Linked DNA regions of Mus musculus: regions 1, 3, 4 and 5 are each linked to region 2. Evidence: chromatin contacts called from public Hi-C data. All regions are on one chromosome and are shown on one strand. The core of a region is the stretch at or near the end of the contact, and the rest is flanking DNA. Distances in the headings are between cores, read along the strand shown. Region 1 overlaps Orc5 (origin recognition complex, subunit 5). Region 2 holds the start of Reln (reelin). Region 3 overlaps Reln (reelin). Region 4 overlaps Reln (reelin). Region 5 overlaps Reln (reelin).

Evidence for each region. A called contact is a pair of places that touch in the nucleus more often than the background predicts.
Region 1: a Hi-C map of cerebellum shows a contact between it and region 2, with 3 times the contacts expected there. The contact joins the enhancer-like site here to the promoter of Reln in region 2. A contact is called at or near these places in 6 of 39 promoter capture datasets (cranial neural crest, embryonic stem cells, liver and 1 more), 1 of 15 datasets of contacts at CTCF or cohesin (the G1E-ER4 cell line), 10 of 484 Hi-C or Micro-C datasets (brain, cerebellar granule neurons, cerebellum and 3 more), 2 of 115 datasets of contacts at active chromatin or transcription factors (embryonic forebrain and fetal liver) and 1 of 9 other capture datasets (adipose tissue).
Region 3: a contact with region 2 is called in a Hi-C map of cerebellum, with 2.6 times the contacts expected there. The contact joins the enhancer-like site here to the promoter of Reln in region 2. A contact is called at or near these places in 10 of 39 promoter capture datasets (3T3-L1-derived adipocytes, the HPC-7 cell line, cranial neural crest and 7 more), 4 of 484 Hi-C or Micro-C datasets (brain, cerebellar granule neurons, cerebellum and 1 more) and 2 of 115 datasets of contacts at active chromatin or transcription factors (SST interneurons and forebrain).
Region 4: a contact with region 2 is called in a Hi-C map of cerebellum, with 2.3 times the contacts expected there. The contact joins the enhancer-like site here to the promoter of Reln in region 2. A contact is called at or near these places in 14 of 39 promoter capture datasets (3T3-L1-derived adipocytes, the HPC-7 cell line, cranial neural crest and 8 more), 2 of 484 Hi-C or Micro-C datasets (cerebellum and nephron progenitors) and 2 of 115 datasets of contacts at active chromatin or transcription factors (forebrain and stem cell-derived neural progenitor cells).
Region 5: a Hi-C map of nephron progenitors shows a contact between it and region 2, with 2.3 times the contacts expected there. The contact joins the enhancer-like site here to the promoter of Reln in region 2. A contact is called at or near these places in 8 of 39 promoter capture datasets (the 3T3-L1 cell line, cranial neural crest, embryonic stem cells and 3 more), 2 of 484 Hi-C or Micro-C datasets (embryonic stem cells and nephron progenitors) and 3 of 115 datasets of contacts at active chromatin or transcription factors (embryonic forebrain, neural progenitor cells and neural tube).

The regions. Positions count from the first base shown.
Region 1 is chr5:22,485,001-22,489,841 of GRCm38.p6, forward strand. Orc5 (origin recognition complex, subunit 5) reads right to left here. Exons shown (of 14, transcript NM_011959.3): 14 at 1,480-2,217. The coding sequence ends at 2,172. Among named protein-coding and RNA genes, the nearest start is that of Gm22887, 47 kb to the right of the region's middle. Within about 2 kb of position 1,786, at least 30 of the 459 cell types and tissues checked have an H3K27ac peak or open chromatin away from gene starts, as enhancers often do. A contact at or near this core is called in the G1E-ER4 cell line, adipose tissue, cerebellar granule neurons and 2 more, where this site is marked.
Region 2 is chr5:22,341,987-22,346,570 of GRCm38.p6, forward strand. It overlaps Reln (reelin), which reads right to left and starts at 2,719. Exons shown (of 65, transcript NM_011261.2): 1 at 2,194-2,719. The coding sequence starts at 2,422.
Region 3 is chr5:22,091,428-22,095,783 of GRCm38.p6, forward strand. All of the region lies in intron 10 of Reln (reelin), which reads right to left. Among named protein-coding and RNA genes, the nearest start is that of Slc26a5, 230 kb to the left of the region's middle. Within about 2 kb of position 1,869, at least 14 of the 459 cell types and tissues checked have an H3K27ac peak or open chromatin away from gene starts, as enhancers often do. A contact at or near this core is called in cerebellar granule neurons and cerebellum, where this site is marked.
Region 4 is chr5:22,119,340-22,123,905 of GRCm38.p6, forward strand. All of the region lies in intron 8 of Reln (reelin), which reads right to left. Among named protein-coding and RNA genes, the nearest start is that of Reln, 220 kb to the right of the region's middle. Within about 2 kb of position 1,287, at least 11 of the 459 cell types and tissues checked have an H3K27ac peak or open chromatin away from gene starts, as enhancers often do. A contact at or near this core is called in cerebellum, where this site is marked.
Region 5 is chr5:22,162,907-22,167,482 of GRCm38.p6, forward strand. The region is part of intron 4 of Reln (reelin); the gene reads right to left. Among named protein-coding and RNA genes, the nearest start is that of Reln, 180 kb to the right of the region's middle. Within about 2 kb of position 1,570, at least 22 of the 459 cell types and tissues checked have an H3K27ac peak or open chromatin away from gene starts, as enhancers often do. A contact at or near this core is called in nephron progenitors, neural progenitor cells and neural tube, where this site is marked.

The DNA of each region.
Region 1 (4,841 bases), core at 536-3,035, 140 kb after region 2:
CTGTGACACTTATCCCAAGCACAGCAATGAAAAACTAAGAGGTGCAAAAAGGTTAAATAATGTGGTTAGGGCCACAAAGAACAGTGATTTGGCTGTTCTCCCCGACCCCCACTCACAGTTGCCTGACTCCATGTCTTCGGAGCAAGTCCTACCTGCTGCCTTATGGAGACTTGGTCCTTCTATGACTTTCAGGTTTATTGCAGTGTGGCTTGGTATGCCACTGGCCTTTCCAGAGTTGTTGAAAAAGAATGCCCTCATTTATGAAGGCTGGTCATGGGTTGAAATGACAAGGAAGGAAGAGAGGAGGGTGGCCTTTAGCTGTGTGGTCTGGCTCTTGGTAAATTAAGAAATGTGTAAAGTGGAAGATTTACATAAGAAAACCTAAAAGCCCACAGTCACCATTCCCACCTCCACTTCTTTCAGATCAAGGTAGAGTACAAAGTATAAGCTGCCCCCTTAACAGAGATAGCTGCCTTACCAGCTAGCATGATTCTCAGTGTTAGATTTCTTCCTCTAATTGGAGAAATATGTCTTCTAAAGAGAAGATTTAATTTGCAGATGACCCTTGTTAAAATGCTAATATGTATATTAAGCTCTATTAGTCTTCATTTAAATAAATTGATCATATTACTGAGTCATTTAGCAAAGCTATTAGAAAGTAAATTACAAAACAGCAAACTTCTGAAGGCCCACATAGGGCAGGGAAAATGTAATTAGAGTATTGTTGAGGGAAGCTATTTCCAGGGCTAGTAATATGGTGTGATATGGTTCAGGACAGAAAATGTGCTATACAGGAGGCAGGTAACCAGCTGCCCTGAGGAGCAATGGTGTGGACACTAGAAACTCTGCCCCCTTCTCTTCCTATCTTCAGTTTCTCAGCTGCCAATTTCTGGTGTCAGTTTCTACCTCACACTTCAGCCTGAACCATGACTCAGCACCTGTGTAGCAAAACAGTAGGAGCCAAAATCTCATATCCCAGGAGGCACTGCTCCCAACGGCAACCTACAGGCCTGTCTCCTCTCCACAGAGCTCTGCATGTGGAAACCCAAGTGTGATTCTGTCCTGTGCTCAGCTCTTCCTGGGCACTGTCTTCACCAAACATGCTGTGAAGGGCAGGAAGAAACATGCTCACTGGCTGTGGTGCTGGCCTCCTGACTGTAAAGTTCCCATTTTACTCAGGAGACAAAACACAATTTTATTCCTCTTTGTATTCCTTACCTCAAATTAAGAGACAGAAATTAACTTGTTATTTTTGAAGAAGAAAGGGTCAGAAAATCACCACATGAAAAGACTTCGTACCTAGGAATGCTGACTGTGAGAATTTTTCTTCATAAAATGGAATGAAAGAGTAAAATATCTCCAAAATTTAAACTAAATTATAATTAAACTCTTTAAACCCATTCAGTTTTCAAGTATTCAGTGGTAACAGGAAACTATTTAGAAAATATGAACAAGTAAGGTGGTCAGAACCAAAGAACACAGCTAATGTAAGAGGAAGAATTTTATTGTGGCGCTCTCAAAATTCATCAACTCAAAAGAAAAATGGAAGGAAGGAACACAATACGTTGGTGAACTGGGAGTGACCAGTACTGTCAGGTTAGCAAGCAGAGTTAGACATGAAGCTGCTGTGTGCACAATGAACAAGCTGCCAGGTTTTGAGAAAACTAGGTAAGAAGATAAACATACACAGCACATACTTTAGCAACTATGATCTTTTAAAATAGTGGCCTTAGGAAATCTGCTTTGGCAAGAGCCAGCAGAGACTCCTGTGGAGAGGAAGTGAAAAGGCTGGGCAAATAAACAAGGGCTGCTGGCACGTTCAAAGCGCAGGGGATAGTTCATAGAGCAAAACACAGTCCTAAGTAAATGGGTTTCAGGCAATTTCAGTGTTAAGATAACATCATTAAGAGTAGAACAGATTGTGCTCAAACCCTGCTGTTTATAATTAACACGTTGCTTCCAAATACTCCTGGGCCCCTGGTAAACCGTCTTCTGCTCACAGCTACCCAGACCAATCAGAGGGTTTTCATCGGATTCCATGCTGGGCCAGCACCTGTTTGGACAAATCCAATCCAGCCAAAGAACTCCTTTCCCCGGCCAGCTGAGTATTTGGATGAACACAGCTTGGCTTAGTCATTGTCACAGTGTCCATATGGCTTTGAGGCTTGTTTTCACAAGAAATCATACAAGTATTTTATTATGTCAAAGTTCACCATCCTAGAAACAAAAACAGATAGCATGTTAGCCTCCCGTCTCGACTGCTCAGCTCTGAATGACTGCAAAGCAAACTACAACTGGACAATGCTGTCAGATGCACTAGAACTCATTTTGTTTTAAATGTAACTTACAAACACAACTTTTAAACCGTTTTGAGCCATTCATAAAGTACTTAAGACAAACACAAAGTCAGAGCCTCTCAACACTTTGTGTGTGAACTATACGGTACAAAGTTTAGACTTTATTTGAAAACTACTTGCTTTCTGCCTAATAATCAGGATGAAGTAATTAGAGATGCAGAAGTATTTAAATCTTGTTTGCTTCAGAACATTGTTTATCTTCCCAAACACCTGTTTTATCACCACATCATGCACAGCTCATCTGTCCTCATTTGTAGCTTTCATTATCTTCAGTCTTTTAGCAGCGGCTGACCTGTATGCGCATTTCAACTAAATCTGTATGATCCAAGAATATGGTACAACAGACGATGTAGATGTATATTTTTATACTCTGATGGCAGGCATTATAAAATAACAGAGGAAGAGACATATAATTATTTTCCTTTCTCCAAACTCATTCTTCACTATAAATATTCAGACTTGGAGGTTTATTATTTGAATAAATGTTCAAAATAATTAGATATAATGATCTAGCAATAAGTATAAAATTAAAGCCCTAAGTATTCAGTTCTGCAAGAATAATCATCCGCTTGAGAACAGCCTTTTCAAGTCACTAATTGCACATTCTTACTTATTAAACGATCATTAGTATTCTTTTTGTCTATCATTTTGTTATATACTTTCTAAAAAAGTTTCTACACAAATGACTGACAAGCCAAATATTTTTTAAATATATGGCTAGGGAATTATAAAGATTTTGAAACACATTTAAAAATAGCTCCATTTGTGAGATGCTCTGGCTACCGAGATACCCAACAGTGAAGAATACATTTACTATAACAAGTGCCTCCCTGAGAAATACGGAACCTTTCTAAGCAGCAAAACAGTGATCATTTCAATTAAGTCCTCTCAGGCACAAGGCTATAATGTGGCTATAATGTCACAACATGGTCCTTTCACTTACCTCTCAAACCTACTGCCAGTGAAGTCCCTATAGTAATGATCTTAAAATACCTTACAGTTAGTAACCTGACTTATGAATTGTCTTGAGGGAAACCAGAAATAGCAGGCTAGACTTTCTCATCCATGAGGAAGTGGAAAGGTGTATTTGTACAACTCTCTGAATACATTCCCCTGATGGCTTTGAATGGTCAACAAAGTAAAATCGATTTAATGCCTTACTTTTGCTTATTTGTTTGTTTTTGGTTTGGTTTTTTTGTTTTGTCCTTAGTGAAAACAAAAAGTCCTGAAGAAGTTAAAAAAAAAAAAAACCAACAAAAAACAACTAACACCAAACATAGGAGAATTTGTATATTCCAAAGCATATTATTCAATGGACTACTGCATGGGAGGCTAAATAATCAGTGTGACGACACATCTACAAGACTAGGAATGCACAGAGAACAGAGTCAAGAACACACAGGGAGGACACAGAGTCACAGTTTTGTGGCAGTAAACATTGAAAAATGTTTGCCCAAACAAATGAAAACAGATTACTTTGTGATAGGACTCTTTGTCTCAGTAAAAATTTGTGTTATTATGGCATAGTTTATACAACAAAATACTAATAGAATAAATGATATGATTTAAACACCTTAAGCAATTAAAAAAATTCATTTATAGACAATTCACTGTATTCTGTGTGTCTACTTTGTCAGTAAGCCATTCCTAAGAAAGCAAATCATACTATGTAATTTCTTCTTCTGAAAGATTTTTAGGACTGGGTTAAGAGCACACAGTGCTCTTGCAGAGGACCCGGGTTAGAGTTCTAACTCCCACACGTGGCTGGCTCACAACTACCTGTACATCTAGTTTCAGGGACCCATTACCTCTGGCTTCCGCAGTTATGTGCACTCATGTGCATATACCTGCACACAGGCACACACACCTAACTAAACAAAAGATTCATCTGTGGTCCCCACAAAGCCCAGAAGAGGGCGCTGAATCCACTGAAACTGAAGTATGAGCTGCCAGCCTGGCAGGTGATGGGAGCCTGAGCAAGGTCCTCTGCAAGAGCAGCAAATGCTCTTCCCTGCCCATGTGGTGAGATTTCATAGCTCCCCTCCAAAACCCAACAAATCATCAAGCAACAACAAAACCCAACATCTAAGTAACCAGGGAACTGTGTAGAAGATCACTACTTTATGCAGCATTTATCAAGCAAGGTATCCAATTACTTCCATGGTCCCCCCAGCTCTCAACAAACAGGTGACCTGCCAACTGACCCCTTATCTCTTCTGAAACAATTTAGAATTTCAACAGCATGACCACAGTGGCAATGCCAAGTACCAGGGTGCACACAGCACAGTAACTGAGGACAAACAAATCATGTTAAAGAAATCTTTGGTCTATGACAACTGTATACTTGCATTTGCTTCTGCCCTTTGAGTTTAGATGCACATTACACTCGTACACATACAATTTTAAGACTTCTGATAACATGCACATAGCCCAGGGTTCTGTTTCCCATGAAATACAAATTATTTTCTAAAGTAAGCAGCTAGA
Region 2 (4,584 bases), core at 1,469-3,968:
GCTAGAAAGAGATTCCCAAGCCCATATTTTACAGATTTCCTTACGTAAGTAGGCTTTTGATCAAATGACCTCCTCCTGCTTTCAACATTCATCAAAATGAGTCAACCACAAATGTATTTATTATGTTTTCCTATAGTGAGTCAATTCTTACAGATGCTATTTTTTTCATTTCCAAAGGTTTAATAATTAAAAAGCCACATATATGTATAATTTCAGTTTTAAGCATTTCTCCTACCTGTAGAGCATTTTATAGGAAAAACACTGAAGGCCTAGAGTTATACAGCTGGTTCCCAAAGCTTAAACTTTGATACAATATTTAATAGGAATTTAAAATGGCATTACTCTAATAATTTGACCTTTCAAGTTACATGATAAAATCCCTCCATCTTTTCTGGTGGCATAAGAGAGGTTCTGGGGACCTGTTCCCTACAATGTCCAGTCTGAAAGAATGCATTCATTCCCCTCTTTTCAGGCTTAGTGACATGACTGCAGTCAGGCTGTGGTTCATCTGCCAACTTTACAGCAAACCCAAAAGCTGTAGATGGTTATTCTCAGTCTCACTGATACTCCCTTCAGCAGTGATGTACAAAGGGTCTGTGTGGTGGGGGCTGATGCGGCTCTGTCATCAGAGACACCCCTCACAGCTTGACAGGAGCACCTTTTAGACCAGCATTCACTCACTCACCGACTAGCGGCTCTCACAGATAACCAGCTACACGTCTGCTAAGGGGCACGCCAAGTGACCACTGTCTCAGTCAGTCTGTAGGTTAGGTCTGGGTGGTCACCACACTGGCGTTCCTTTCACTGCAAAGATTTCCATGATCTCAGAAAAAGCACCAGATAACTGTTGGGAAGGGAACACGTACAAGCAAACCCTTTTATTTAAAGGACTAGTTACAGAAATTGATTTCCTAAAATTAAATTATGAAATTGCAGGAACAAGGCTGCCACCCCTCTGAGGAAGTTGTTAAAGCCACTGGTGTAAATATCTAGGATGAACAGACTCAGCCAAAGCCATTTGGAGGTGGGTAGGAAGGTTTTACTGAAACAGAAAACTCTTTAGCATTTTTACAAAATTTTCACTCCCAAATCTATGTGAAATGCCAGCCACCTTCTGCTCTGTCAACACCTGTAGCCTATTACAGACAGCACCCTTGGGATGGCATGAGTTCACTCAATGATAGTTTATGTCATTGGGTATAAATATTTTATGGAAATTTTCCAATTTAACATTTCCTATCATTAAGAAGTCCCAGAATGAAGACAGAAAGTACACATGGTTTATCTCCCACATATTTCACTTGATTAAAAGTATATGGACTACACTAAATTGCTCTTCTTGTAGCTAATTTTTATTTTTGAGTAATGTTTTAACCTCGATGAAGGACTGCATACTACATTAAATTACTCTTCTTGTTGCTAAAATTCAACTTTGCAGTAATGTTTCACCTCGATGAAGGATTGCATACTGATCCCTTAGGAGAGGGATCGCCTTTGTGGGGAGAAGCTTGTAGGTCCTGCCAGGGACTTAAAGCTGTGCAGATACAAGTGATTAGTAAGCATCGCCCAGACAATGCTAACAACAGCAAGCACCAAGCTAAAAGTATGAAGGGGATGACAGAAATCATCAATCACTGATATTTTAAACGACTCTTTAAAAGAATAAAGGGTTGGAAACAGCCGCTCTGTTTCTTGAGGACAGATCACTAGGGACTCCTGGCTGCAGAGCAGCGGGAACTTTTAACTGGCCGCCGGCATGGGCAGCCACCGACCAAAGTGCTCCAATCTGTCGGCAGCTGGCCGGCAAAACCCAGTGACAACCCCAGCGCCACCTGGGGACCCACCAAGGAGGACCCAGAACAGGACAAAAGTCTGGTATCTAAGTACTGGGGTTAGGAAAACACGATGCGCAGGTTCGGCAGCTGCAGGGAGTGAAGGGGTGGGGGACAGCAGTACCAAAAGCTTGTGTGGCCTGTCACATAAGCACCAGTTTATGTGTTAGGGGACAGTTGAAATCCCAACTCAGGACTCCATTCTCCACTAACTTTGTTCTCTCTCCCCAGGCAGCGCACCCCGCTGAGGTAGGAGGTTGTCCCGGTCTCCGGCCGGCTGGCCCCTGGGAAGAAGGAAAAGGATGGAAAGATGCGCTCGCGGGCCACCGTGGCGCCGTAGGGATGCCGTGGTGGTACCTACCATGGTATTCCTGTCCCGGTACGTAGTAGGTGGGGTTGCCCGCAATGTGCAGGGAAATGAGCACCTCGCCCTGCTCCCCATCCCCTTCCAGCTCCCCGTGGTGGGTGCACAGGAAAAAGAAAGGCGAGAAGCGCGGGTAGTAGCCGGTGGCCGCGCGCGCCCTCAGCGTCGCCAGCAGCAGCAGCACGGCCAGGACGAGAGCCCGCGGCGCCCAGCAGCCGCGCTCCATGCCGCCGCGCTCCGTGCCGCCGCGCGCCCCGCGCGCTCTCTCATCCACTTTCGGAGGCACCGGCACGGAGGAGCCGCGTGCGGGGAAGGCGAGCCGGCGGCGGGCTCGAGCCGAGCGGGTCCGGGCAACCGAGCCCGCGGGGGGAAGTTAGCGGGAGACCGAGGCTCCCGAAGTTACTTTGGGCCGCCGGAGCGAGAGCGCGGGGGGAACCGGGGCCGCGGGCGCCGAGAGCGCGTCGTCCGCCTCCGAGCGCCGCCGCCGCCGGTGTGCACGCGACGCCCCTCGGCCGGGCTTGGGAAAGTGCCCGCCCCCTCCGCACCTTCTTAAAGCCCCGGGCGCCGCCCCCTCCCCCGCCGCCGCCACACGTGTCCCAGCCGCGCCCCCGCCCCCGCGCCCGTCCCCGCCCCCTCGGGCTTGCCCGCACCTCGGGCTGTGCCCGGAGCACACGCGCGCCTCCCGCCCACGGCCCGCTCCGCCCGGAAGGGCAGGGCTGCTCGGCCGCTGCGCGAACGAGAGCGGCCAGAGACCGACGGGCTGCCCCGGGGAACCGGAGCCCCGGGCTCACGGCTGCCCGTTCTGCGAGGACGCGCGGGGAAGCCGAGGGCGGCGGGGACCGCGCTGTTCTTTGTCTACGCCGGCTGCAACCCTCGCCCCTCGGGGCCCGCCGCCCCCCAGTCCCCACGGCCAGCGCTTGTCCTGGGGACCCTCCCGTCAGTGGCCCCAACCGCGACGGTGCCCCGCGCGCGCGAGCCCTTTCCAGTCAGGCCTCGCGGCCCCGTCGCTGCCCCGGCCCGGGTCTTCAGTGGCAGCCAGGCTGAAAGGGAGATTGGGTGACGGTGCGATTGCCACCTGGAGTGGTGCGGGGCCAGATCGTCGGGCTTCTCGGCCGTGGGGATTGTGGTGAGGGGACCCGACAGGCGAGCTTCGCCGGACTCTGTATTTACGCGTTGCTAGGGGATTCCTCGGACGGAGATGGGGGTAGTAAATTTTAGGTCCGAGTTTATTACTTCTACATGTCATGCATGACCACTGTCACTGGGGTGGGGGAGGGGAAGGCATGCAGAGGAGTGGCTGGCAGCAGCAATGAAACCGGCGTTAATGAGCTATCTCACGCAGGACTGCGGGCAAGTGAAACCATCCAGAAGCACGTTTTTTAACCGAGCACCGCTGGCAGGAGCCCCGAGGCACCCAGAGACGGGAGAACAGAGCTGCCAGGTTTTAATGCATTTCTCCAGGCTCAGCACCAAGCCAAAATAAGCCTTGCTTGTAAAGAAACCAGGAAACTGTAATGTCAGAAATGGTAGTCTTTGCCTGAGTTTGGGAGAAGGGCGTCAGAAGGCAAGATCCAAAGGGAGACCTCTGTGGTAATTTCATTGCAAAAGATTTTTTTTTTTCTGCCACATTCACAGTTTCAGCAGATAGGAAGGACCTAACTGCCTGTTGGTCTCCATTACTTCCAATCCTCCCAAAGTTCAACAGCACACATATTCATACACGCGACTAATATTACACTAGAGCAAAGTGCCATGCAGGCTGCACAGGCTTGTAGATCATTAGCCTAATGTAATCCTAACACCACCACCGGAAGAAGCAAAACTTCCCCCATTTCACAGGGGAGAAATCAGAATAGCTTGCCCCAAGTAAGACGAAGGCTGACTCTAAAGATGCCTGGCCTGCCACTGTCTACAGCCCGAGCTCGAGCTCGGGAGGAAACCAGCACGACCGGACCACCTACTTTGGGCAGGCCCAGGAGACACCTGCCTCCTCCTCCAGCCTAGATTAGCTTCGGTTTAGCTGCAGCAGCCATTATGATAAAGCTTGGCCAGAGCAGCTGTTTACATTCAAATTCAAATTCTTCAGTCACATTAACCACATTTTAAAATAACCCACAGCTACATATGGCTAGCAGGTATTGAATCAATGCAGACTTACAGCACTGTCATATACAGAAGAGAAAAGGCCAATGTGAGGTCTAGCCATTCAGTTACATTTGCCAACTACCTCCTATACACCAAATGGCTGGATGCCATGCTCTGAGCTGTAGCCGACATGTGCTGGACCACATGGAACTCAGAATCTAGTGCTGGGAGAGGGTAAATTCAAACAGTAGGAGAAAATTACTTCCAATGGAGGTAAATGTTAGGCAAAAGCAAAACAGAAAT
Region 3 (4,356 bases), core at 619-3,118, 250 kb before region 2:
AGCTTTAAATAGTAAACTCATCTCTACTCTCTCAAACGAGCCAATGTCCTTATGGTTATGCCAAGTGGTGAATTCCTAAGTTACCTGAGACAATAACATACTGAGCACCCTTCCTTCTAAGAAGTTGGTCATATACAGGCTTGTGTATATGAGTCCTGGGTAGGGAACCAGGCTAGTGTTGTGTCCTTATTTGACGATCTTGAAATTGATTACAAGGGGAGTTTGAGCCACTGAAAAGCAATGTTTTGAAGTCAACCTGGGTTCCTAGAAACTCTCCAAACTAAGAACTGAAGCCTAGATGACTCCATGGGAGACAATTCCTGAGCTTATTATGTGTTTCTTTCTACATCTCTGCAGAGAATCCTGGGTCTGCTTGCTTAAGGGCTGTGTGAACTTCTCCCTCCAACCTGACTCAATTAATGAAGGATCAAGGAAGTCAAGGCTGGAAGAACATACTAGTGGGAACCATAAACAACCAAGGTGATAAAGAAAGAAAGCTCCAGTCTGTACGCATCCTCATGGGTTCTGGAGGTTGGGGTTGGAAGGCACACTTCCTCTACCTGACGGCCAAGGGCTGACACAAGCCACTGTGTCTCTGAAGACCTCAGCTTTGCACAATGAATAAAGAATGGAGTCAATAATACCTGCTCTCTTGATAGTTTGTGAGAAGTTCAGTGATTCAAAGCAGTTCTTTTAAAATTTCCAAATATCAATAATATCTCTGAACATGTGCTCTTAAAAGACATGCACTAATGTATTTCAGTCTTAGCAGTAACTGGTAGGGAAATAGAATAAATACAGTTTTTGTTTCTCACTATAATGGTTATTAAAATTCCTCAGATTGAATTAAAACCTTTAGAAAATTGTACAAGAATAGGCCTTACAATAAAATATAATAAAAAAAATACTGCAAACCTTCACACATTATTATAGCAGATAAAATCATCAATTAGTTTAAAAGCCCTCCACATTTTGGACAATTACCAAATATTCTCCTAACAGATATAAACTCAAGGATAGGGGATGACAAATGTCATTTTTCTTAACAGAAGAACTTGCATTAAATGACACCAAAATCCAGTATGCTAAAAACTCAAGTGCAGCATTTACTGAAACTATGAAGAGTTTCAGAAAATTGTTCTCAATTTTAATACCCAGCTGTTTTTGTTCAACAGCAATTCAAACTCACTTCACTTGTAGGAATTAACAATTAAAAACCTAAACAATTTCAATAAACAAACATAAGGTAGCTGAACATGTATTTGGGCTACACAAGGCATAAAGTCTATGGCTAGTTCTATTTTTCTGATTTAGACCTTCCAATGTGCCATCAATTATTGCTTTAATTACTTGTTTCATTAGTTTGGCATTGGTAAGCCACAAATACTTAAGTACAACAGATCTCTAACTTTGATATCCCCATGTCTTTAATGTGTTTTTTTTCCAGTCAATAAAACAGTATTTCTCCATTTGCTGTTAAATGGATTTCCTTTATTTGACAAGCAGAACACAGTGTAACTAAAGGACAAAAAATTGCCGTTCAGAAAAACATCAACAGGAAACATCAGTGCAAATTCCTCAATATAACATGTCCTTGGCCACAATTCAGGTTAGCATTTTCTAAGCTTGCTCCCTCTACTGTGCGGGAAAGGTTAATGACTTCACCTCTGTACTTGTAAAAAGTACTTAAATCACCTCCACTGTTGTTTAATTAGGCCTTCAGAAAGAACACCAGAGCAACTCTTAATATTATCTCTCTAGGGCCGGACTACCCTGATGATTCTTTTAGGGGCTACAGCCTTACAACTCACTTCTTGACAATGCCCTCTTTGCTGAGAGGGGTCCGCTGGGCGTCGGGGCAACGCCAGCTTGTAGAGGGCCAGTGGCAGATGGAAAGAAATCTGCCTGGTGCGTTGTTCCCTCCACATGAGCAGAGAGCCATCCATTTCCTCCATTAAGAAGTTGTCACTCAGCCCACCCAGCTGGAAGACCATTTTTGATAGCCAAGCTGGCTGGTGGCAGACAATTCAGATACAAAGTGTGCTTTAAAAGGAAGCTAAAACATCATTTGTAGGAAAATTGAAAATGCATGGCTTCCACCACAGCCAATTTTTTAATGACTGTAATATTTTAAGTGATTATTTTTGCCACTTCAGATTGCTCCTTAGAGAGGAGAAGATTTTTAATTAAAATCTAGGCAATGCAAACAGATGAGATATGAGGAACAGAGGAAAGAGAAATAAGATGAATAAAATTAATTAAAATGGCATTGTTGGCAGAGCCGTAAATTAGCCACTGTCTGGCTGGGAATAAAATATACTGGCATATGAACTTGCGTATGAAAGTAAGAGGTGCTGTGTGGTGGGAGCTGACGGGCTGGCCTGCACATTGTGTTTCCAAAGCCTTTTGTTACATAGATGCTATAACTTTATCACATATTTTCTTCCTTTGGGTTCAGTGTTTTTTTAAAGATTCAGACTTCATCCCCCCAAATAGAAAGAATTCCTAATAAGAAGAAAACAATTATTTTTTCTCATGAGACAAAATAAATTTCTATTATTTTTCCACACATTTGATTTCTAGGTAATTGAATGCCAGTTACAAACCTGCAAATTTGGCTGTGAATAGAGTCCAGGTGCAGGAGAGCATTTCCTTTACTCAACACAATAGAGTCAACCCTGGCGTGTGGATTTTAGGGAGCTTAAAGAGTGGGGTTTTTTTCTCATTATTTTCTGGGATCATTAAACATTCACAGTTGAACCACACTGCACTAGGATTTACAAAGGTTCAACTTTTGGTATACTTTGTGACAAGTGTATAATTACTTCGCAATACTATCAGCTCTGAAATGGAAATAGTGACAGATTGGAACTGGAGTAACCAGAGGAGGGATAACCATGTGAAATTCCACCGACAGTTGTTAGCCTCCTCTTTGGTGATCTTGATTTTCACAGTGTTAGGTTTTCGTACTTGTCTTCTCAAATTAAGGACAGGATGCCAGGCACAACGCAGGAGGCTACAGCATAGCATGGCATGGAAAAGCCAAGATCATAATAAAACAGGATTGGCTTCACAACTTCAAGCCTTTTGAGATGTTGGAGCTCCTGCTTCCTCATCTTCGAAATGGGGGTAATTATAAGGAATAGATGAGAGACCATAGGGAATATATTTAAAGATAGCAATATTAGGAATCCACACATACGACTCTTTCCTTCATTTTTGTTCCATTTCTTTAATTATTTAATCCTGCTACCACACAAGTTATTTTGTTAGGAGTTGTGACTCATACAAAGATGATGGAGAAGTTACCATACAGGGGAAAGATAAAATTTCCTTATTGAATACTGTGTTAGCCTAATCAGCAATTAGAATTGTCAGTTTCAATCCCAAACAAAACAAGACAAACACAAAAGGAACACGAGGCTCTGGGGATTTGTCTGAATGCTTATCTTCTGTCGAATTTATCAAAATTAGGTGTTTCTATGTTATTGCCACTGTTGTTCCAGTGACCTGGCTCATGTCCACATTTCACTGATGCTATTCCATATTAATTACTATACAAATAAACCTCACTGGGGGGAGATTGTGAAACACACACTACCACATTTAACCCCTCATCCCCAAAGCACTCTTGTTAGCTTAGCAAATTATAGTCTGGCCCATTTTGTAATGTATACCCACCTCTTGGGGGAACACAATAATAAGAGCAGCACAGTCCGGAGTGAAGCGTACCCCAAAGCAGAGGGAATCTGGGTAGACAGCATGCAATTAAGCAAGCTGGAATCCAGCCAGGAAATCATAGTTATCATTCAGACTCCTAATGGAAGGAGGCATGGGAACATGGCTGGCCACAGGTCTTACTGCGCTCAGGTTTATCCTCATTAGGAACCCAGAACACAAGTCCCACAAGTCCCGCGCTAAACAGTTTGTATTACAGCAACCTGCAAAGCATATATATATTTTCTTTGCCAAGCAAACCTGATTGCTTTCTAATTGTGCTTGTAAGCAAAATTGTGAAGGGAGCCATTGAGCCATTTTCCCAGGGTACTGAATGGAATGCTACACAGAAGACAAGCCAGGCATGGTATCAGGAAAGTCTTGCTTCCAGGGGGTTTTATTTCCAAAAGACAGGTTTGAAAATGATCTGGCGCCTCCTTGATTTCTCCTTTCACCATTGTCAAAAAGTCATTTTCTCCTCATTAGCCTCAACTTCCATTAAGATTTAAAAATTTTCATCCAAATTCATTTATATGTTTTTTAATTTGGACACGACTTTTCTTCTCCACTCACGATTCAGCTATTTGTGAGAATTAGCAACATTTAGGGGTGATGTCAGACACTGAGAAAGAAGCTACA
Region 4 (4,566 bases), core at 37-2,536, 220 kb before region 2:
ATGAAGACACCATGGAGCAATGACTTCTGCTTGGGGTTGAGTCTGTCAGGGAGCAGGATCTGTGCTCATTGCACAGAAATGTGATGGTGTCTGACCTATTCATATCTCATTCCCCTTCCTGGTTAGAACCTCGCTAGGGGACCTCTTCCAGCTTACAGCAGATGGACAGTGACCACAGGGTAGGAAATGAACAGCTGTTCTCCCCTTTGGTGCCTGTCTCTCTTTCAGCCCTATCCCTATTTTCTTCATTGTAACCACCCCACCTCTCATAGGAAGAGGCACATTGATTCATTTGCAATTTGTATATGTCACAAATGCTGTGACCTCCCCCAAGCCTTTCCAAGTAGCAACTTTTTCCCAATTCCCCTCCATGGGGGAAAAGAGATTTTTGCCAGAGACTGTGATAAGGAAACTCATGGACAAGAAATGCAAAATACATCAGGTTTGCAAATTTCTTCTTTTCCCTGGACCAGTATAATCAATGCCTCAGTGCTCAAGTGCCTGCCCCCAAAGTACCAATCTTTACTCTGGGGGGATCAGATATGTGCCTTGCCTTGAATATCATCAGCCTTTTTTTTTTTTTTTTTTTGGCTTTGATCTTGGTCTCAGCTCTCTGAATGGCCTGCAAGGTAAAAGCCTTTTAAGGGTGGTGCTGGCACTAAGCTCTGGTGCCACTCTTGCTTCTGTCAGTCTCCCTCCCTGGACCTCCCTCTCTCCTGGATGCTCTGCTAGGATGCATTTTTAGTTTCTTCTGCTCTGAGTCATGTAAACATCGTTGCTGTGCACCATCCAACTTGCTTTGTTTTCACAAAGAAACTCCTCTTGCCCAAAGTATTTGGTAATCATTTAAGGGGTAGCATTTAATCTTCTGATACATATATTTGATTTGATAATTTAAAAAAAAATCTGGGGCACATCATAAATTTTGTTTTTCTCAAGTGATTACGGGTACAGTACACCGTTATAGAAAACTTCCCAAAGAGCTTCTCTGTGATAGAAGGGTTGTCTATCAAGTCCCTTGGTTAATCAACAGGGGACGGGAGATCGCTGGTTCCCATTAAGATCTGAACTGTCCCTTCATTTCCCTCAGCCTATTCCACTGGCACAGCCAGCAGAATGGGTGGGATCCTATGTATGATGGACGCACCACTCAGTCACATTCCTCAGCTATGAGTTAAGCTCAATCTAGTTCCCGGGCATCTAGTTCCCATTTACACAGAGAGATGGACACTGCCAGTCCCTGGTGATCATCTAAGCAACAAAGAGTGCTGGCGAGACACTGTCAGTACTGATGACCAACCTCCCACTCTATGAGGAAACCCCCTGGTAAACACTAGCAGGGCATGGTAAACACTAGCAGGGCGTGGTAAACAATAGCAGGGCGTGGTAAACAATAGCAGGGCGTGGCTAGGAATGAACTGCTGAGGTCTATTATGTAAGGACCATCAGATCAATGACAAAGTGAATTCTTCAGGAGAAAAGACATAATCTTTACTTGAATTTAGATGACGTTCATCTTTCTGTACTTATTTAATTTAAACTCATCTTTTATGCTATATCTGCCATACGAAAGCACAGGCCACTCCTGTGATGAAAGAGCAGGCTTTCCAGGGCCAAAATCAGCTCCACACAGTTATTCATTAAATTAAGGTACTACAGAAGTATTCTATATGTACATATTTAGATTTGTATGTGTTAACATATATCCTTAGAGGTATAAAAATCAAGTCATAAAATTATTTTTAATGTATATTATACCTGAGAATTTTATAATAAAAACATGTATTGAACTTCAACTTCAGAAAGCATAAGCAGTAAATTAATTCTGCTATTACACATTCCCCAAATTCCAACTTTTATTTACATTTGTTTTGAGCTCAGCTTCCGAGAGATTTTATTGGGACACAGATCACCGTGCTCCAGACAAGGTTTTCCTATTTGGTAATCACCTCTCCAAGGTCTTACTTCACACGGAGAGCAGAGCCGGCAAAGCACAGACTCTAATTTAAGCTACAGTACATAACTTCAGTAAGTTCGTGCGGGAAAGGAGCAGTAATTCACACAGAGGCACCCAAGACTCAGCTCCTCCCTCTCAATTCCCTGCTCTAAAAGAACCGAGGAAATCTACCTACTGAATCAGGTCCTGCGTAATTAAGATGTTTATGAATTGGGCTCAGGGGGGAAATGAACAGCTTCCCTGCGCCATACAAACTGTAATCTCTCACACACGTGGCATTTTATTTCTTTATTTAATAAAAATATGAAGCCACATTTCTCTTCTTTTTTTCATAGCTTTCTGTTGAGCTAGGAGCACCTCAAAGGTTGGATTGTTCTGGTTGCTAGTTTTCAAAGTATGGCCATAGAAAGTAGGCAGCTCTTGTTTATGTCAAAGGTACTTTGCTATGTGTTGTACAGAAAGCAACTCAGGCCTGAGTTCTTCCACATACTAGTATCTAAATATAAAGCATTTATGATCTGATGATATTCCCCATGTTTTGACACTATTAAATCAAACCAAAAGCAATACAAACACAGACTCACATTCCTCTAACATAAAACACACTCACACACTCACAACCTCCCAATATAACAGCACATATATACAACTCCCCAATATAAAACACAATGGCCTCCAGACACACAACCATCCAATACAAAAAACAAAAACAAGATCCCCAGACATTTATCATCAATAAAGTCAAATTTAAAAAGGTAAGTAATTTAATGAATTTCCAACAAACCACAGATTCTAAATGAGTTCAATAACTCCATCCTGTTGAGCACATGAGTATATTTCTGCCTACTCCTAACCCTAACCCTGACCCAGTAGATGCCATTTTTATTGGTAATTCCTAGTTTTCTTCTAGATCATCTCCATTCATTGACATCCTCAGATCGTCTCTCTGAAAACCACTTGTGTCGTGAAAGTCTGCATCACACCAGCTTAACACATATCTTGATGCCACTGGACTCATTACCTGTCACTCTGGCAGGAAATCTCTATTTGTGTATCCCTGGCTTTGGAGCTAAGAACGACACAATACTAAGTCAGATCTACTCAAGCTATACCATCTGTTTCTGTTTGTCTGCTTTTGTGTGTGTGTGTGTGTGTGTGTGTGTGTGTGTGTGTGTGTTTATGCACATGTAGATGAATGTGCACATGGAGGACTGAAGTTCATGCTGGTGTCCTCTTTGCTTGCTTTCCACTGTATTTATGGAGGCATGGGAGGCATGATCTCTTCCTGAATGCAGAGTATGCCAGTTCCTGCTGGTCTAGGTGGCCTAGCCAGCTAACCATGGGGAATGATCTCTTATCTCTGCCTTCTGAGTGCTGGGATTGTAAGTGGCTGCCTGTTCTGCGTTTTAAATGAGAGTTCTGATGTAAGGACCAAATCACAAAGGGTTTACCCACTGAGCCACCACCTCCACAGCCCACACTATGTTACCTTCAATCTTCATTTGGTGAGTGATTTCCATTCATCTAAAGAAAGAGCTGGGTTTCATGTGTTTTGCAAATTGTATCTTGTATCTTGGGTATTCTATGTTTCTGGGCTAATATCCACTTATCAGTGAGCACATATCATGTGAGTTCCTTTGTGATTGGGTTACCTCACTCAGGATGTTGTCCTCCAGGTCCATCCATTTGCTTAGGAATTTCATAAATTCATTCTTTTTAATAGCTGAGTAGTACTCCATTGGGTAAATGTACCACATTTTCTGTATCTATTCCTCTGTTGAGGGGCATCTGGGTTCTTTCCAGCTTCTGGCTATTATAGGTAAGGCTGCTATGAACATAGTGGAGCATGTGTCCTTCTTACCAGTTGGAACATCTTCTGGATATATGCCCAGGAGAGGTATTGCGGGATCCTCCGGTAGTACTACGTCCAATTTTCTGAGGAACCGCCAGACTGATTTCCAGAGTGGTTGTACAAGCTTGCAATCCCACTAGCAATGGAGGAGTGTTCCTCTTTCTCCACATCCTTGCCAGCATCTGCTGTCACCTGAATTTTTGATCTTAGCCATTCTGGCTGGTAGGAGGTGGAATTTCAGGGTTGTTTTGATTTGCATTTCCCTGATAATTAAGGATGCTGAACATTTTTTCAGCTGCTTCTCAGCCATTTGGTATTCCTCAGGTGAGAATTCTTTGTTTAGCTCTGAGCCCCATTTTTTAAATGGGGTTATTTGATTTTCTGGAGTCCACCTTCTTGAGTTCTTTATATATATGTTGGATATTAGTCCCCTATCTGATTTAGGATAGGTAAAGATCCTTTCCCAATCTGTTGGTGGCCTTTTCGTCTTATTGGCGGTGTCTTTTGCCTTGCCAAAGCTTTGCAATTTTATGAGGTCCCATTTGTCAATTCTTGATCTTACAGCACAAGCCATTGCTGTTCTATTCAGGAATTTTTCCCCTGTGCCCATATCTTTGAGGCTTTTCCCCACTTTCTCCTCTATAAGTTTCACTGTCTCTGGTTTTATGTGGAGTTCCTTGATCCACTTAGATTTGACCTTAGAATACTCAAGGTACAAGATACAATTTGAAAAACACATGAAACTCAAGAAGAACGA
Region 5 (4,576 bases), core at 320-2,819, 180 kb before region 2:
CTGTTAGGTGACTTCTGAATGAGCACGAGCACCTTCCACTTTAAAGCAACTGTGAGTATACAGCCCCCGTCCTCCACCCACACCCACCCCACACCCCACACAGCAGTAGCTCCAGCATGAAGAGGACACCTTTGCCCCCTGTTTGTACCATGACTGTCAGAAGAACCCATCTGTAGATTGTTTATTGCTACTTCTAGAACCTCAGAATTTAAGATGAATTTAAAAATACCGATGTGTGACCTAATGCTATTCACTAATCAAAATGAAAATCTGTGAACGATTTTCAGAATTTCAGTTTTATTTATGTATTTAAATAGTACATATTTATCTATTTGTGAGTATGGTGAGGCTCTGTGTGTGTGTGTGTACACATGCATTTGAACATGTGAACATGTGAGTGTGCATGCACATGTGTATACATGGGTATACTGGCCAGAAGTCAATGTCAGCAGTCTTTGAAGATAAGATCTCTCACTGAACTTGAAGCTCAGTGATTCAAATAGGCTGGAGGGCCAAGTAGCTCTCGGGATTCCCATTCTCTGTCCTGGGCCACCCTGGCGCTGTAGGTGAAATGCATGCCACATCTGTTACCTGAGTCCTGGAGATCTGAACTTAGGTCTGCTCGCTTGCATGGCAGGCACACTTCTGACTAAGCCATCTCCCAGTCCTAACTCACAGAGTTTTAATACATTTTACAATCAACATCAGTATGGGGTTCACGGTTTTGTGCCAGCCAGGCTGCCCCACTGTGCCCCATGGGAAATATTGGAAGGGAAAAGGAGAGGCAGTGAGTTGTCAACAGTAAATCCTTCAAGTTGATTCTTCATCATTTATTAAGTGCATGCTTTAACTCAAGCTTATTATGTGTTAAAGAAAAACAAATTAAGGCTTGATTCCTCTTTCCAAAAGCTCCCAGGTGGGGGAATGAGCATTCGACAGATAATTAGGATAGGACAGAGACAGATCCTATCAGGAGTCAGGAGAGTCCTCATATGAGGGAGACGTGGGCACTCTGCGTTTATCTTCCACTCTTGAGAAATAATTTAGTTCACCACCTCAGCAAAGGTCCCCTCCCTCTTCAAAAGGTAAAATGCACAGTTGTAATTTGGGGATAGGAAGAATTTGTGTTATTTGTGCCACTCAACTTAATTTCATTGTAAAATTAAAAAAACAAAACAAAACAAAACAAAACAACAACAACAACAACAACAACAACAACAACAAAACAACAACAACAACAACAACAACAAACCAGGCAAGCTTAAGAAGAAAAGAATTATTCACACCCTCGCCACCCTGCACAGCTCGCACCCTGCACAGCTCGCACCCACTGTCTCACATCAGTGGACCTTGCTTGCTGGAGTCTTCCCACTCTGACTGCTGAGTACAGCTTCTGCCAGCTTCCGTAAGAGGAGGTCACACCAGCACAGTTCCAACCAGAACCCCTGATTTCAAAGGACTTGTGAAGCCTGAAACCTGAAAGTGAATGACTGCTCCCAAGCTTTCTCTCCTCCTTCTCAGGAGAGGCAGGGGCAGTCCCTGACATAAGCAGCTGGTGGAGCCCGGCAGCTGGCCCCTGGGTTCTCTTGTGGAACATAAACAATCAGCTTCAGACAAGGCCACTCGGTGCAGACAATGGATGGAGCTAGAAACACCACAACTTTATTACTGCCAAGCCAAAATGTCTTGCTTTCTTGCATGTGAATCAGAAAGCCCGAGTCAGCCAGAACAAGAGACACAAAAGGTTGATCTGAGCAAGGAAGAGGGGATATTTTAGGTGCAAGTAGCACTGGGCTTATGGAATGAGGCACACTCAGGGGTTTCATGGTGTGGCTGAAAGGAGGCAGCATGAGGTGGGAACACATAGTGAATGGCTGTGAGCCTGGGCAGAAGCCCGGAAACTGCTGGGACTGATTTGCAGGCCAGTCTTCTGAGGAAGGGGACCAAGGCTGCTGACCCACTGTCTTCTCTCATCGCTCATGTGTTCTGACAGTTATTTTTCAACATGTTTAGCCGAAATATAATCTTAAAATGATCTTGTTCCTATGCTCCACAAAACAAACCTTGTTTTGAGTTGCTTAATTTAATTTAAGACCAACATACTAAAATACACGATAAATAAAAGGCCCAGTGCTATGATACACAGGGAAGGCTACTTTTTTCTTTCATAAAATATATTAGGTACTTTTCATGTAATACACAGAAAATCATTACAAGAAAAATTATGTTATTTTATTTGAGGAAATAATGTTTTAATTAAAAGTAGAAAGATTCAAAGTAAACCCTTGGTTTGTAGCACCAGTTAGTTCCCTGACTGCAGGAAGCTGACATCTCCTTGGGCCGCCTGCCTTATCTTGTTTGCACCAATGGGACTTTTGTGGATCTTCTTGTGCCAACGAAAAGCTTGTTGTTCTTTTCATCCTAACAACATGGTACCTGCCAAATGTAAATTGTGTGCATGTGATCCCCTCACTACCAGGTCCACCTGGGGTACTGTCAGGGAGAGGTGAGCTACAAGCCTCAACAGATAGAAGGAAATTGAAATAACCCCTTGTATGTTATCAGACTACCATGGATGAAAGATGGACTTCAACAACAACAAAAACAACAGAACATCTGCAAACTCATAGAAACTGAACAACTCTTCACTCAATGGCCACTGCTTCAGGGAAAAAATAAAGGAACTAAAGAGTTTCTAGAATTCATTGAAAATGAAGGCACAACAAATCCAACTTATGGGTCACAATGAAAGCAGTGCTAAGAGGAAAAGTTCATAGCACTAGGGGCCTCCATAAAGAAATTGGAACAATCTCATACTAGCAATTTAAAAGCACACCTGAAATCTCTAAAACAAAAAGAAGCCAGCACACACAAGAGAAGTAGAGGACAGAAAATAATCAAACTAAAAGCTGAAATCAATAATTAGAAACAATGAGAACAATATAAAGAATCAACGAAACCAATAGCTAGTTCTTTGAGAAAATCAACCAGATAAACAAACCCTTAGCCAAACCAACTAAAAGGCAGAGATCTAAATTAACAAAATCAGAAATGAAAAGGGGGACATAAAACAGACACCAAGGAAACCCAAAGAATCACTAGGTTTTACTTCAAAAGCCTTTACTCCACAAAATGAAATGGATCTAAATGAAATGGATGATTTTCTTGATAAATTCCACTTACTAAAGTTAGGTAAAGACCTGGCAAACTCTTTAAATAATCCTATAACCCCTAAGGAAATAGAAATAATCATTAAGTCTCCCAAACAAACAAAACAGGCCACGGCGATATGGTTTTAGCACATAATTCTCCCTTATCTTCAAAGAAGAGCTAATGTTATATTAGTCCTCAAACTATCCCACAAAATAGAAACAGAAGGAGCATTGCCAAACTCATCCTAAAAGGCCATGGCCACCCTGATACCTAAACAACACGAAGACTGAGCAAATAAAGAGAACTTTAGACCGATATCTCTTATGAACATTGATACAAAATACTCAATAAAGTACTCAAACTGAATTTAGAAACACATTAAAAACCTCCTCCACCACAATCGAGTAGAGTTCATCCCAGGGATGTAGGAATGGTTAGGAAATCCATCAATGTAATCCATATAAAAACAAACAGAGGGAAAACCCATAGGACTGTCTCCTTAGATGCTGTAAGAAAACCTTTGACAAAATTCAACATCCCTTCATGATAAAGTCTTGGAGAGATGGAGGATACAAGGTCTATACATAAACATAGTAAAGGCAATATACAGCAAGCTGATAACCAACATCAAATTAAATTGAGAAACTCGAAGCATTTCCACTAAATTGGGGATGAGATGAGGCTGTCCACCCTCTCCCTGTCTCTTCAATGTAGTACATGAAGCAATAAGACAAACAAAGGAGATCAAGTGATTAAGATTGGAAAGGAAGAAGTCAAGGTATCACTATTTAAAGTATATGATAGTATACATAAGTGACTCCCAAAGTTCTACCGGAGAACTCCTTCAGTTGATAACTCCTTCTGCAAAGTGGCTGGATACAAAAGTAACTTAAAAAAATCAGTGGTCTTCCTTTATACAAATGATAAACAGGATATGAAAGAAATTAGAAAACAATACCCTTCATGATATAAAATATCTTGGCGTAACTCTAACCAAGCAACTGAAAAATCTGTACAACAAGAACTTCAAGTCTCTGAAGAAAACAATTGAAGACCTCAGGAGATGGAAAGATCTCCCATGCTCATGAATAGTAGGTTTATCATAGTAAAAATGGCCATTTTACCAAAAGCAATCTAAAGATTTAATGTAATTCCCATAAAAAATTTCAACACAATTCTTTACAGACCTTGGAAGAGCAATTCTCAATTTGATATAAAAAACAAACAAACAAACTAGGATAGCTAGAACAATCCTGTACAAAAAAAAGAACTTCTGGAGGTATCACCATCCCTGATATCAAGCTATACTACATAGCAATAGTAATAAAAATCACATGGTATTCCCATAAGAACAGACTGATCAACGGAATAGAATTAAAGACCCAGAAATAAATACAAACACCCACAGACATCATTTTTGACA